2 separate regions of the Hordeum vulgare genome follow, and region 1 is linked to region 2. Evidence: chromatin contacts called from public Hi-C data. All regions are on one chromosome and are shown on one strand. The core of a region is the stretch at or near the end of the contact, and the rest is flanking DNA. Distances in the headings are between cores, read along the strand shown. Region 1 holds the start of LOC123409368 (BTB/POZ and MATH domain-containing protein 2-like). Region 2 holds the start of LOC123430509 (pre-mRNA-processing factor 19).

Evidence for each region. A called contact is a pair of places that touch in the nucleus more often than the background predicts.
Region 1: a Hi-C map of leaf shows a contact between it and region 2, with 4 times the contacts expected there. The contact joins the promoter of LOC123409368 here to the promoter of LOC123430509 in region 2. A contact is called at or near these places in 2 of 6 Hi-C or Micro-C datasets (leaf and seedling).

The regions. Positions count from the first base shown.
Region 1 is chr1H:260,613,552-260,619,670 of MorexV3_pseudomolecules_assembly, forward strand. LOC123409368 (BTB/POZ and MATH domain-containing protein 2-like) reads left to right here and starts at 2,208. Exons shown (of 2, transcript XM_045102295.1): 1 at 2,208-2,981; 2 at 3,089-5,040. The coding sequence starts at 3,791. The coding sequence ends at 4,930.
Region 2 is chr1H:260,369,463-260,375,827 of MorexV3_pseudomolecules_assembly, forward strand. LOC123430509 (pre-mRNA-processing factor 19) reads left to right here and starts at 2,763. Exons shown (of 17, transcript XM_045114379.1): 1 at 2,763-3,150; 2 at 3,235-3,306; 3 at 3,490-3,552; 4 at 4,042-4,128. The coding sequence starts at 2,938.

The DNA.
Region 1 (6,119 bases), core at 958-3,457, 240 kb after region 2:
CATCAAGCAATAACCCTACCTGGTTCATTTCTGTGGCACTCCAAATTCCTAAGAGTCCTAACATGGAAATTTCTAAGTGCTTCCCTGAACTCCAGCACATTTTGGAAACATAAATGCATTGAAAACTGCTCATGTGCATCACGCAGTGATGGATCATACCATCTCCTCTCCTTCTTGTTCTTCACCCTACTCTTCCTTCAAGAAGACAACCTTGGAAATTATTCTTCATCAGTAAGGCTTAATCACCTAGAAATCAGTATTCATCAGTTTCAGGCACATAATCTTGAAACTTGATGTGTTCAGGCTCACTATGTGACTTGCTAGTCGGGCCTGGTTTTCTGACTATCTTAACCTGGTTTGCTCCTTTTTGCAATACAGATGAAGGTTCCTCCGCTTTTTCCTCAGAAAGGATTTGATCTTCCTCCCACAACTTAGAAGGTTCTGAGTTAGCTCCACAATAGTGCTTTATAATATCTTCCTCTTCCCTTTGCTTCTGGCAGTCCCTGTGCCAGCCTCATCTTCACCCCTAGCCCAAGCCTTGTATGATATATTCTGCCCTCTGTGATCACTCCTCCTGATAAACTGAAAGTGTGAAGAAGATTTGTCCATCTCATCATCATCTTCATCTTGTTCTTCATCCTCCATAAAATTTCTTCCCTTGTCAAAATTGCAGCTTTGCTGTGTGTTAAGATAGGGTCGAGCATGGTTTGCTGGAAACCTTGTAAAGAAACGGCTCACAAACATTTTCAATAGGAATCTGTTCCTCAAGGAAGATGTGATCCATATTAACATCTGCTGGGATAGGATCAGTAACTTTTCTCACATATATATTGAGGAGCTTCTTATCAACAAATAGGTCAAGCATTTCCTCTATTTTATCCTCACTATCCAGGACCTCCACCCCCTCCAAGCCCTTCCCCTCTTCCTTTACATAAGTCAGAAAAACATCCGTTCCATAACCCTCCAACCCAACCAATGCTAAACTAGTCAGATAACCGATATCTGAAGAAACCAAATACTTCCTCTCCATATTATTTGTTCCTTGAAAATGTAGCCTCATTTCTCAAATCTCATCATCTAAGCTGTATGAGATTAAATTGAAAAAAACAAGGTGATTTATTATAAATACTGAAACTCATTTGCAATTCTGCACTAACTAAAAACTATAAATCTACAACACTTTCTAACAGTGCATACATTGCTGATTTGCATACTGCACTGTCTTCTAAACCTATTTCCAAAATTATAACTTAAACTATGAATGTTATTGAAAATGTTTACCTCACTCCTCCACCAAACGACGACACCCATCCGTGTCCGTTCGCCGAATCCGCATGAATGCACTTTGCCACTGTCATGGCCGCACGGAATGTCAAATCCCATTGGACCTCGGACGGTGACGGTAGCGGCGACCGCTGCGTTAGAAAACTCGAGTTGCCCAGCCATTTGTCAACCTCTCATGCCCACCGCCCTCATCGCCGGCGCTGCCTTGGCCCAGAGGCTCGCTGGCGTCGACATTTGGCTGCGCCGCCACCATCGCACCTAGGTCACAGAGCGGGAGCGATGGTGGGGAGGGGAGGGAGATAACGAGCCAGAGGGCGGCCCGACCGGCGTCTTTGGTTCCGACCGCACCCGGTCGGTGTAACGGCTGTTAACGGCCGTGCCGTTAACGTTGTGGTGCACGTGGCCTGACCGGTGGGCCCATTTGGTCAGAAAATGGCTTAAGACGTTAGTTACACGAGTTTTGGGTTTTTTGTAACAGCCGATCGCCGACTTGGTGGTTATCAACAATTTTTTTGGTAGTTTCCCAGAACGATAGGCCGAATTGTAGTAGTTTTATGTTATTTACTCTTTCATTTCTGACGGCGGCATGGACGATTATATAAGCACACTGGTAGAGATGTCATGGCAGTAGTTTTCGATCTTGTTTTAAGCAGGCATAATCCATGGCAATGCATATATGCAGTGAATGGCAAATTGACATGCGTACCACTATAATTCTTGTAATTTTGCTTGCTCGGGATGAACAATTTATTGCCATGGCAAATTCATACGGTTTTTGCCATCATTGTGGAGAAGATCTTCTTTTACTTCGGTCATCCTTTTTATAGTACATATGGCATGTCAGTCTAAACCCCATAGTTACCATGGCCCCGACGAGCAGCGCCGCCCCTATCAGGCCATTGCCTGGTTCGAGCGTGACAGCCTGAACCGCCTCCAGATATTGCGTGGTGAGCCCCTCCTGATCGCCCTCCTGCGTCGGTCTCTGATTTCCTTGTCAGTGTGTGACGGTGCTTGTGATTTTGCAATGGCATTTGAGCTCCGCGGGTTCCTCGACGCAAGGCAGATCAGGTGACTGTTGTTTCTTTGTTCTGAAATGTAGCTGAGTTAGCATATGTCGGATGATCAGTTCAGTTCAGTTAGAACAGTGTACTTTGATGAGCTTCATGCACTTTCTGTTTTAAGGATTCATTTGAGATAGTGCAGTCATATTAGCTTCTGCACATGGAGTGCCCATTCAGCATTGAGTGAGAAAATTCAATTTTCTGGAGTTTTGTTCTTGACTAGGTTGTGAATTACTCCCGCTGTTCCGTAATATATGTCGTTTAAGCATTTCCCGTGTAAATCTCGCAACGTTACGAGAATTTTCTATTTTCTGAAAATACCCTCGCTCTCTGAAACTCCCTCGCCCTCCACACGATGACACGATTCGCTAGTGTAACCCACGCACGAAACGCAGGTCGATTCATTCCTTCCACCCCCTTTGACATCGCTGCCACCGCCAACCAACGCGCACATCGCCGTCGACCTCCTCCCTCGCCCCACCCCCTTCCCCTCTCGGGAGAAGAGGGAGTTCGGGCCACCATGCCAGACCCGTCCAGAACTGGCCGACGACCACAACACATCGTCGTCAAAAACGGCTTCTTCCACCTCCACGAAATGTGCTCGCTCGCGCGCCGGGACAGGACCCCAGCTCGCCCGTATGCTTACTTCGATGCCAATGCCATGAGGCTTCCCCTGCTCCCATCCACGCCATGGATCCACCCTCACCTTCTCTCCCTCCCTGTCCTATCCCATCTTATGCTAGGTCCACCCCCAGATCCACAACTCCCATGACGACGTGCTCCTTCTGCAGAAGTGGAGGAGGGAGGGCATAGGTGGAGAAGGGAGGCGGAGGGGCTGCTGCCCATTGCTGGCTGAGGATCTGGCGGCCAGAGGTGGAGGGCGGAGGGGCTGCTGCCCGCTGCTGGCTGAGGATCTGGCGGCCAGAGGTGGAGGGCGGAGGGGCTGCTGCCCGCTGCTGGCTGAGGATCTGGCGGCCAGAGGTGGAGGGCGGAGGGGCTGCTGCCTTCGTGCTGGCTGAGGATCTGCCGGCCAGAGGTGGAGGTGGGGGTGGAGGAAGAAGACGACGGAACGGTAACCTGGTCTTTTATCTGCTTTTTCACCTGGTCGGAAGTGAAATCGAACGGCTGAGCGAGCCGTTGATGCCACTTAAGAAATCAGTAACCTTTTCCCAAGCAAAAAAGGGCTTGTAGGCCCGGGATGGGGTTCGCGTTGGGGCTTTCTGGCCCTGAACGTTTTTTGTTCGATCGATGCCAAGGAGATATCTGGGTCCAAGAAAAAAAAATCACATACGAATCCGGAGTCTATCGAAGTGTCGGAAGCTACGCACGATGAAACCGTGTACAAGACGTAGCTTGGCACGTAGCTTGGTGTTTTACGGGAGTATATTATAAATACCAATCATAGCTTTCTTTCCTCCCTTTAGTTGAAGCTAGGTGTAATCAATATGTTCCTAAATTTAGATTCAGTCTATTTCAATTCGATCAATCTAGCTAGCATATTCAGCTCCTCCGCGCTTGTCGGCAACATGCCGCCGCACACATCATCAACCATTGTTGCGGAAGGTGTGTCTTGGTCTCACGTGCTCACAATTCGGGGATACTCTTATACCCTCGGATTTGGCGTCGGCGAGGCTATTCCAGCTGGCTTGTTACGCGTTGGAGGACATATCTGGTGCATCGCTTACCACCCTGATGGTTTCAACACAGATTCTATCGACTGTATATCTTTTTCTCTATTTCTTCATGAGGCCGATGTTGTTGACGACGATGATGATGTTGATGCTCAGCGACCTATCAGGATAAGATGCAGGTTTAGCCTGCTGGACCATGTGGGTGAACCGGTGCCAAATCACACGACACCATACACGACGTCCATATGCTATAAGCGTCGGCAGGGAATTACGTCTCACAGGTTCATCACAAGGGCCGATTTGGAAAACTCAACGCATCTTAAAGACGATTGTTTCAGCATCAAATTCGATATCAGCGTCACCAAGTTTATCCGAAAGCCGCCCACAACACAAGAATTTGTGATGGTGCCGCCTTCTGACATGGCTCATCAATTTGGTCGTATTTTGGAGACCGGGGAGGTTGGGGACGTGACTTTTGAGGTCCGTGGAGAGACCTTTGTGGCGCACAGGCACTTGCTCGCTGCTCGATCCGCCGTGTTCATGGCGCAGCTGTTTGGTCCGATGAAGGAGAATGATGCAAAGTGTATACAGATTGATGATATGGAAGCCAAAGTTTTCAAGATGATGCTCCACTTTATTTACACGGACGCACTGCCTAGCATAGATGAAGGTGAAATCACGGAGATGGCTCAACATTTGTTTGTGGCGGCGGACAGGTATAATCTGGAGAGGCTCAAATTGATTTGCGCGAATATCTTGTGCAACCATATGGAGGTAAATACGGTGGCAACTACATTGGCACTTGCTGAGCAGCATGGTTGTGACAAGCTTAAGGAGGTGTGCTACAGGTTCCTCACGTCTTTCCAAAATTTGAAGGCGGTCACGCTGAGTGATGGCTTTAGGCATCTCAAGATCATTTGCCCCAATATTCTAGAGGACCTACTCGGTCGTTAGGCTGTTGACGATCCTTGATCTTGTTCCCTTTCTACTTTTCCTTAGAAAGAGATAAGGATGGTGTAATTATTATGTGGACAAAGCTAGCAATCCAGCCTTTTCGTTTCTAAGCCTCTCCTTTGGGGCACGGCGTTTTGGCACCCGGTGCATCTGCACCCGGGCTCACGAAACAAATAAAAAGAAAGACTAGAAAATTTTAAAAAATCCAATTCTTTTTGTGATAGACAATTTAATGCGTGAGGTTCGCTTCAAATTTCATCTCAATTGAACATCAGAGCAGATCTCGGTAAAAAAGATAAAATTTGGGTATGTGAAAAAGGTTGACTATTCACAATTTTTTTGACCTGATTTGTCTTTTTTGCTGAGAGCTGCTCACATGTCCAAATTATATGAAACTAGCAAAAGGGCACGTGCGTTGCAACGGGAGAAAAAATACCACACACTTTTAGTTTTTTATAATCATTTTAATTTATTAAAATAATAAGCTAACTAACTAATGTAGTCAGTCCTATCCTATTTTGTTGAGAAATCAACCCGTCCATTGTTAATTTCACCATGATGAGAAATTGAGCGGGACAAGCAAAGCAAAAACAAAGAGGCTACGTGAATTGATCAATGGTCTGTTATCTTATTTCATTCATGGGTTAGAGAATGTGGGATCAGATGACAAACTGAAGGTGGTGTTCCATTCTCTGTCTCTACAACAATACAATCTTACATTCATTCATCATCAAACAAATCCCCACAAAACAAAATTTCTTGCCCGTGCTTGGCACATGGTTGGAGGCATGGGGAGGGGATCTCACCAGATGATGAGTTCCTGTCGGAGGAGGGGATACGATGAGGGGAGCAAGGGTTAGGCGTCTCTATCTGGCCATAAGGAGTCGCCGTTGCCGCGCCATAACCTCGGAGTTCCCCGTATGAGCCATGGAGGCCCACCTCCACCTGCAAGTACTTCGCTCCGCCGCGCCTTATCCGCGCGCCGCCGCCGTTCTGCATCGAGCAGACGCATCATCCCCAGTCACTGTAGCTGTCTGTTGATTTGATCCAGAATCTGTGCTCGAGCACCGAAACGGGGGCAGCAAGCGGGTAGAGGTACGGTCGCGGAGGCGGGTGGGTTGAGATCGACAACAGTGATGGTTGAGGTCGGACGCGGCGGCGAGTGGTGTGGCAGCGGCCTGGGCACATG
Region 2 (6,365 bases), core at 1,513-4,012:
CCTCGCGATTCATTTCTTCAGCTCCAGACCAAATTCTTCAACTGAAGACATATATTTTTAGGGGTCGATATTCTTCAAATATCTCAAACTCCTCAATGACTTATAGATCCTGTGTATACTCACAAACACATTAGATACTTAACCTATAAGTCTTCAAACCACCAAAATCACTAAGGGGCACTAGATGCACTTACACCTCTTATGACAACAATGTCCTAATGAAAACTAATGGTAATTAAGGCGCTCCTTTTAATCGAGATCCAGAAGAAATCATTAACACAAAGTGAATACATGAACTCCTCAAAATACAGTCACCACCGTAGAGTATCCGAATTGATGTTATGCGGTCCAAGAGAAAAACAGGTGCATACAACTTGCAATTACGATCAAGAACACAAATATATTAATGACAAAACATAATAGGTTCAGGTCTGAAATCATGTCACTCATGCCCCAGTGACATGCATTAAGCATAACAAAGTCATAGAAACATCAATCTCGAAACATAGTGGTGCTAGGGACCAATCCCTAACAAATCTAACAATGATTACACATGAAATCACATCTACCTCCAGTATGCTTATAAAGGATTACTCACACATGACATCATGAAATTATTGATGGAGAAGGGTTCGTGATGACAACGACAACAAATCCCACTCTCTAGAGCCACAAACAAACTCCAGATTAGGGCACCCAACGAAGAACAGGAGGTGGCGACGGCTCCTTATCGTAAATTGTGATGAAACTTCTGTGTGATTTTTTGGGGTTGATGTGAATTTATGACGTCAGAATTAGGTCAAGGCGGTGTGTACGGGCCCCACATGGACACATGGTTGCAACTAGTCGGTGGTCGTGCCATTTGTCCACGTGGCTTCCTGTTGTCCCCCTCCGGTACAATCATCCCCGTATAGTATCCAAATTGATGTTCTAGGGTTAAGAACAAAAGCATGTACATACAACTTACATGTAAGATCAAGAACGCAAATATATTCATGAAAAAGCAAGAATAAGTTCAAATATGAAATCATGGCATTCGGGCCCTATTGATAAGCATTAAGTGTAGCAAGGTCAATCATAGAACATAGTAGATACTAGGGATCGAATCCAAACAAATATGAAACGATTACATATAACATCCCACCCATATTTTATCTACCTCCACTACACATACAACGGATTACTCACACATGAATGTGAGCATCACGAAATTGTTGATGGAGAAGGGTTGGCTATGACGATCTCTATCCGTAACCACAAACAAACTCTAGAATAGGGCCCCCGACGAAGAACATGAGGTGGCGGCCGCTTCGCATCATAGAATACGATGAAACTTCTTTGTGTTTTTTGAGACAAATGTGAATTTAAAGCGTCAGAATCATGTCAAGGTCGTGCCTAGGGGCCCCACATGGACACATGGTACAGCCGGGGGTGGCCGTGCCACCTGTGCATGTGGCTTCCTGGTGACCCTATCTAGTACTTATTGGCTATAGTATTTTTTATATATTCCAAAACAATTGTCCAAAAAAATTTCGTTCAACTATGAGAACTTTTATTTCTGCAAAAAACAACACTATGACAGTTCTTCTAAAATCAACATCAATCCGGGTTAGTTTCACTCAAATCATGCAAATTAGAGGTTAAAATAATAGAAAAATTGTTTGAAAAAGTAGATACATTATCAGACCGCCTCGTGGAGGAAGCTTAGGTTGGTCTCCACCTCCATCTCGGAGTAGGTGGAGTCGAGGATGCCTGCTCCTCTACTGCCTACTCCGCTTAGGCGAGCTCAAAGTCGGCGAGCGTGTTCGCCATGTCAGACCCGACTCTGCTCCAACGCCGGTGCTAGCTCCACCTCATCAGATGGCTCATATTTCATCCCCTCCTCCTCCTCATGTTGCTCCGCCTCTTCCTCCTTTTCCCCAACGTCCCTATATGTGCCCCACCTCCTCCTCCTACTGTTCAGCCTCTTCGCCCTCATGCGCCCAGACCTCCTCCCCTGAACTTTCTGGAAGCTAGCCAACCGCAATGTGTACGTTGCAACGCACGACGTGGGTCTCCTCCCCCGCCCGACGCACCTGCGTCAGAAGCTTGTAGTAGGTCACCTTATTGCGGACCATGGCGCGACCGACGTCGACTGGCCACATACTATGATGGAATAGGAAGAGGAAAGGGAAGCGGCTGCACGAACGTGAGGATGAGAATTGGCTAGGGTTGCCTCGTTGTTCAATTTAAATAGCTGATTAGGTTCGTGAGGTGGCGCGCTGTAGCGGCACCATAATGCATACTCACCTAAACCGAAGGAGGTGCTTGTCGGTTCGAGATATATTAGCTCGGGCCCATCCATTAGTCCTAGGCGGTGGTCGTGTCCGGTCCTATATCCGCCTCACTTATGGGCTGAGTATGAAGGTTGCCGGATAGCTCACTCGTTTGATTTGGATTTGCACACGTCGATTGGGTGTCAAATTCGTGACGGGACAAGCCACACTGGAGTTTGAGGCATTTATGGGGCGCTCGATTGTAGATGATTTAACTAGTGTTTTTTGTATTTTTTTTAGGGAGATTTGGCGACATTTGGATTTTGTAACTTAAGGGAATTGAAAGCTTCTTGCTTCGTTTGAAAATAGACTTTTTCGAAGGTTTTGCCGGGCGTGGGCCATCCGAAGAAAGCCCAATACCGACAGCAAAGAAACCCTTCAAGTCCAAGGGCATGGATGAAGATTTCGTAAAGGCCGAGTCTCCTCTTGTAATTTCCCTCCCCGCCGAGAAGACAAAATTTCCCACTCCACTCGAATTAAAACCCTAGCGGCTACACCTTCGTTCCCCGCCGCCTCCTCCACCCATCGCCGGCGCGCCGCCACTGCCACCGCCAGCGAGATTGCGACCTGAGAGGTCCAGCGTGCTCGCGCTCTTTCCGGCTCTACCTTCGCCGCGGCCACTATGATCTGCGCAAGTAAGCTCTTTTGGCTCAGTCCCCCATCCTTTATTTTCTTCAAAACCCTAGCTGTACGATCCGGCTACCCGTGCGCTAATTCGTCTTGCGTTGCTTCTACGCTTGTGCCTGAAGTCTCCGGCGAGGTGCCTGATGAGCCGGTGGTATCAAAGAGGTCGGGGCTCCTCTTTGAGCGGCGGCTCGTCGAGCGCTACATTGAGGTCGGTAGTACGTCTTAGATCCTGCCTCACATTTCTTTATCCTGTTTGCGCTAAGATTGTGTGGCGGTGGTTGCTGTGACGCAGGACCACGGGAAGTGTCCAGTCACGAAGGAGGAACTCTCCATGGACGACATCGTGCTGGTGAAGACCAACAAGGTGAGGCCTCTCTGGAATGCTAACATTTTTTCGAAATTGCATGCTTCCGTAGATTATCGTATGTTACATCCTGCTACTTGGCGGGGCTAAACTAATTAGCTAAACGTAACCTGCCACATCACCCCTCAAATATTCAGGGATTCAATCTTTGAAACAACCATTGATGAGCTCTATTATTCACAGGTCGTGAGGCCTAGGCCTCTGCAGGCTGCAAGCATTCCCGGACTCCTTGGAATCTTTCAAAACGTAAGTCGAATTCTGAATATCTGAATTGAGTCTGAACTGTTGATAATCATACTTGTATTGTTTGTTTACTATAGCGTGTTATAATTGTACGTCAAACACCCCACAGTGAATTTGTAGCGTGCTTTTAACGTCAAAGACAAACAGTTCTGTGCTTCCTGCAACACCGTGGAGCTGTTTAAGTGTATTCTTTAGCACCTACGGAGATGTAACTTACACCAAGCTAGAGCTAGAAAAATTGCCTGCTCGTCAGTTATATTTAATGTGGAATCAGGAACTCTGGTACAGTAATATTTGTTGACCCATCATTATTTTACGTTTTCATATTTGTCCTAGAGTCAGAAGGATCACCTTTAATAACTGCTGAAATATATGAATAATCCTTCAGTTCTGTTGATAATATTTCCCTTGATGGTGAAGTCTGCACTATGGTACTATTTCCCTGACCCCTGTCATACTCTCACTAGAACTAGTTTTTCTCTGATTTTGCAGGAGTGGGATGCCCTTATGCTTTCTAATTTTGCTTTGGAGCAGCAGCTTCACACAGCAAGACAAGAACTGAGTCATGCGTTATACCAGGTCTTTGTTTGACCAATGCAATTTCTTCTCAATTCATGCAAAATATATTAAGGAAACTTCCCTGCAAATCAAATAGTAAGAAAGTAATTGTTTTCTTCTTAGAAATTCCAGTCCGTGTTAATTCATAGCAAATGGACCATCTATTTTTCGCTGTCCGAGGGCCTGCTGGAAGGATCTGAGCTTCCTATGGGTCCATAGTTAGGCTGCGGTGGATATTTCTTAACATTTGAGTGACTCCACTCGTTTTACAAATTGGTTGGCGATTGGTCTCACTAGATTCACTAGAATGTCGAATATTCATTGTTGGAGTCCTGCTTTCTTCGCTCTTATTATATAAACTAGTTGATACCCCGCGCATTGCTGCGGGATATTGGCATGGGATAACGTCTATCTTATGCTGACATGTGATAACAACGGCAGGTTAACTTTGGGCTTTTTTTTTAAGCACAGTAGCATAAAAGGCAAAGTACTAACTAATAATTATTAGTAACTGAAATTATTATTATCTAACAACGAATCTCAGTTTTTTCATGTCTGATATTCATAGGGAACTACAGCCCTAATTTGGCTAATAGAGAGAAAGGAATCTTCATATCAATGTATCATCATATATAAAGATGTACAACAAATAGCCATATGAAGGTTCTGCTAGCTAAAAGGCTATATGTATCTCTTGCAAAAAATATGTTTGATAGTCTACATGTATTGTTGCTTCAAGCTATGTCTCCAACAGGGTGAATTATCTAGAGGCTAGTCTACTATAAATGTCAGATAAGTGATTAAATTAAATACAGTAAAAATCAAGAAATAGGTACTGGAGGGAAATGAGATACATCCATATATTTACCAAGGAGAAAACTTTTGCTCAACTGACTTGGTAGTGCATTCATCAAACTTAAAACATCCACGACTGACATATACTATTAGACCTAATAGGCAAGGAATGTCATTAGATAAAAGTGTAACGATTTGAAAGAGAATGGAAATCACATGATCTTGGCACAAACCCAAAGGTCATACTTGTCAACACTCAGTAGCAGCATGTGATTGGACAGTGTCACAGCTTAAACATCAAGAACGTTTACCCTAAACAAATACATCACTTACTTGCTTGTTTAAGTCCCTAGTGTCGAGCAATTTGTAGACATTCCACTAATCTGCATATTGCACAATAGAGTATTTTCTGCCAGATGAAATTAGTTTCTACCAAGGAAGTCATATAAAGTTATGCACCAATAATGATGAAGAAATAGTGTGCCAAGGAAAACTTTGCACAAAAGCAACAAAAATAATACACATCAATGTTTTCTCCAATAAAGAAATATAAGAGAATCGAGATTGGACATAGACCTACCGGACATTACAATGGCCGTCAGGCATTCAGTCTCGTCATGCTTGTTAATCGAGAAGTTAAGGTTGCTTCCATGGCATGCAGTCACCGATGGGGAACTGCAATATTTTGAGGCAGTGAAAAAACACATGTACTTTACTCAAATCCTAGCATACAGATCATCCCCATATCTTTGTATATAATATAGTAGCAGTGGAGGCTTTGCTAATCGGAAAACAAAAGAGGAAGAACGTAACAGATGCGGGTGGCCTGAAGGATAGGAATAGGATTGAAAATGATCCGGGTGGCCTGCTCTTGTGGCCTTCGGGAGAATTTAAGCAAGAAAATGAAAGGGAAAGGGGGTGGAGTTCTGCCATAATAGGGAGGTTGGCGTGGGGTATATTATATGGAGAGAAGAAACTGAAATGAAGGTGGAAAGTGAAGGGCCGGTGCTTCAGTTTCATGTGCATTTGTGGCTGCACTGTGGTCGGGAGGCCTTCTGTCGTGGAAGGCGAGGGGATAGTGGTGGGTAGCGTGAAGGACCACCAAGAAGCAAGTTAATGTGCATCAATGGACGTGGCAGCGTCGACCGTGGTGGCTGGCTAGGGAAGCGTCGGTCATGGTGGCGGCTGGTCCGGAGAGAGCGTGAGGTGCAGCGACAGGAGGGCAGGGTACATGCCGGGGAGCGTAGCGGTGCTACCGTGCCAGATGGCCATTGGACATCCGGGATGCCGTTGGACTGGAGCTGGCGACGGCGGCTAGCTCATGGAGCATGGGCAGGCGATAGGGCAACGGGAAGCCACGACACGCACAATGGGAAGATAACACGGATACTGATTTCCTTTCATGGGCTTAGAACGTCGAGATCCAACTAACATGTGCAGCCCATGTACGTAAAACAGGTCGG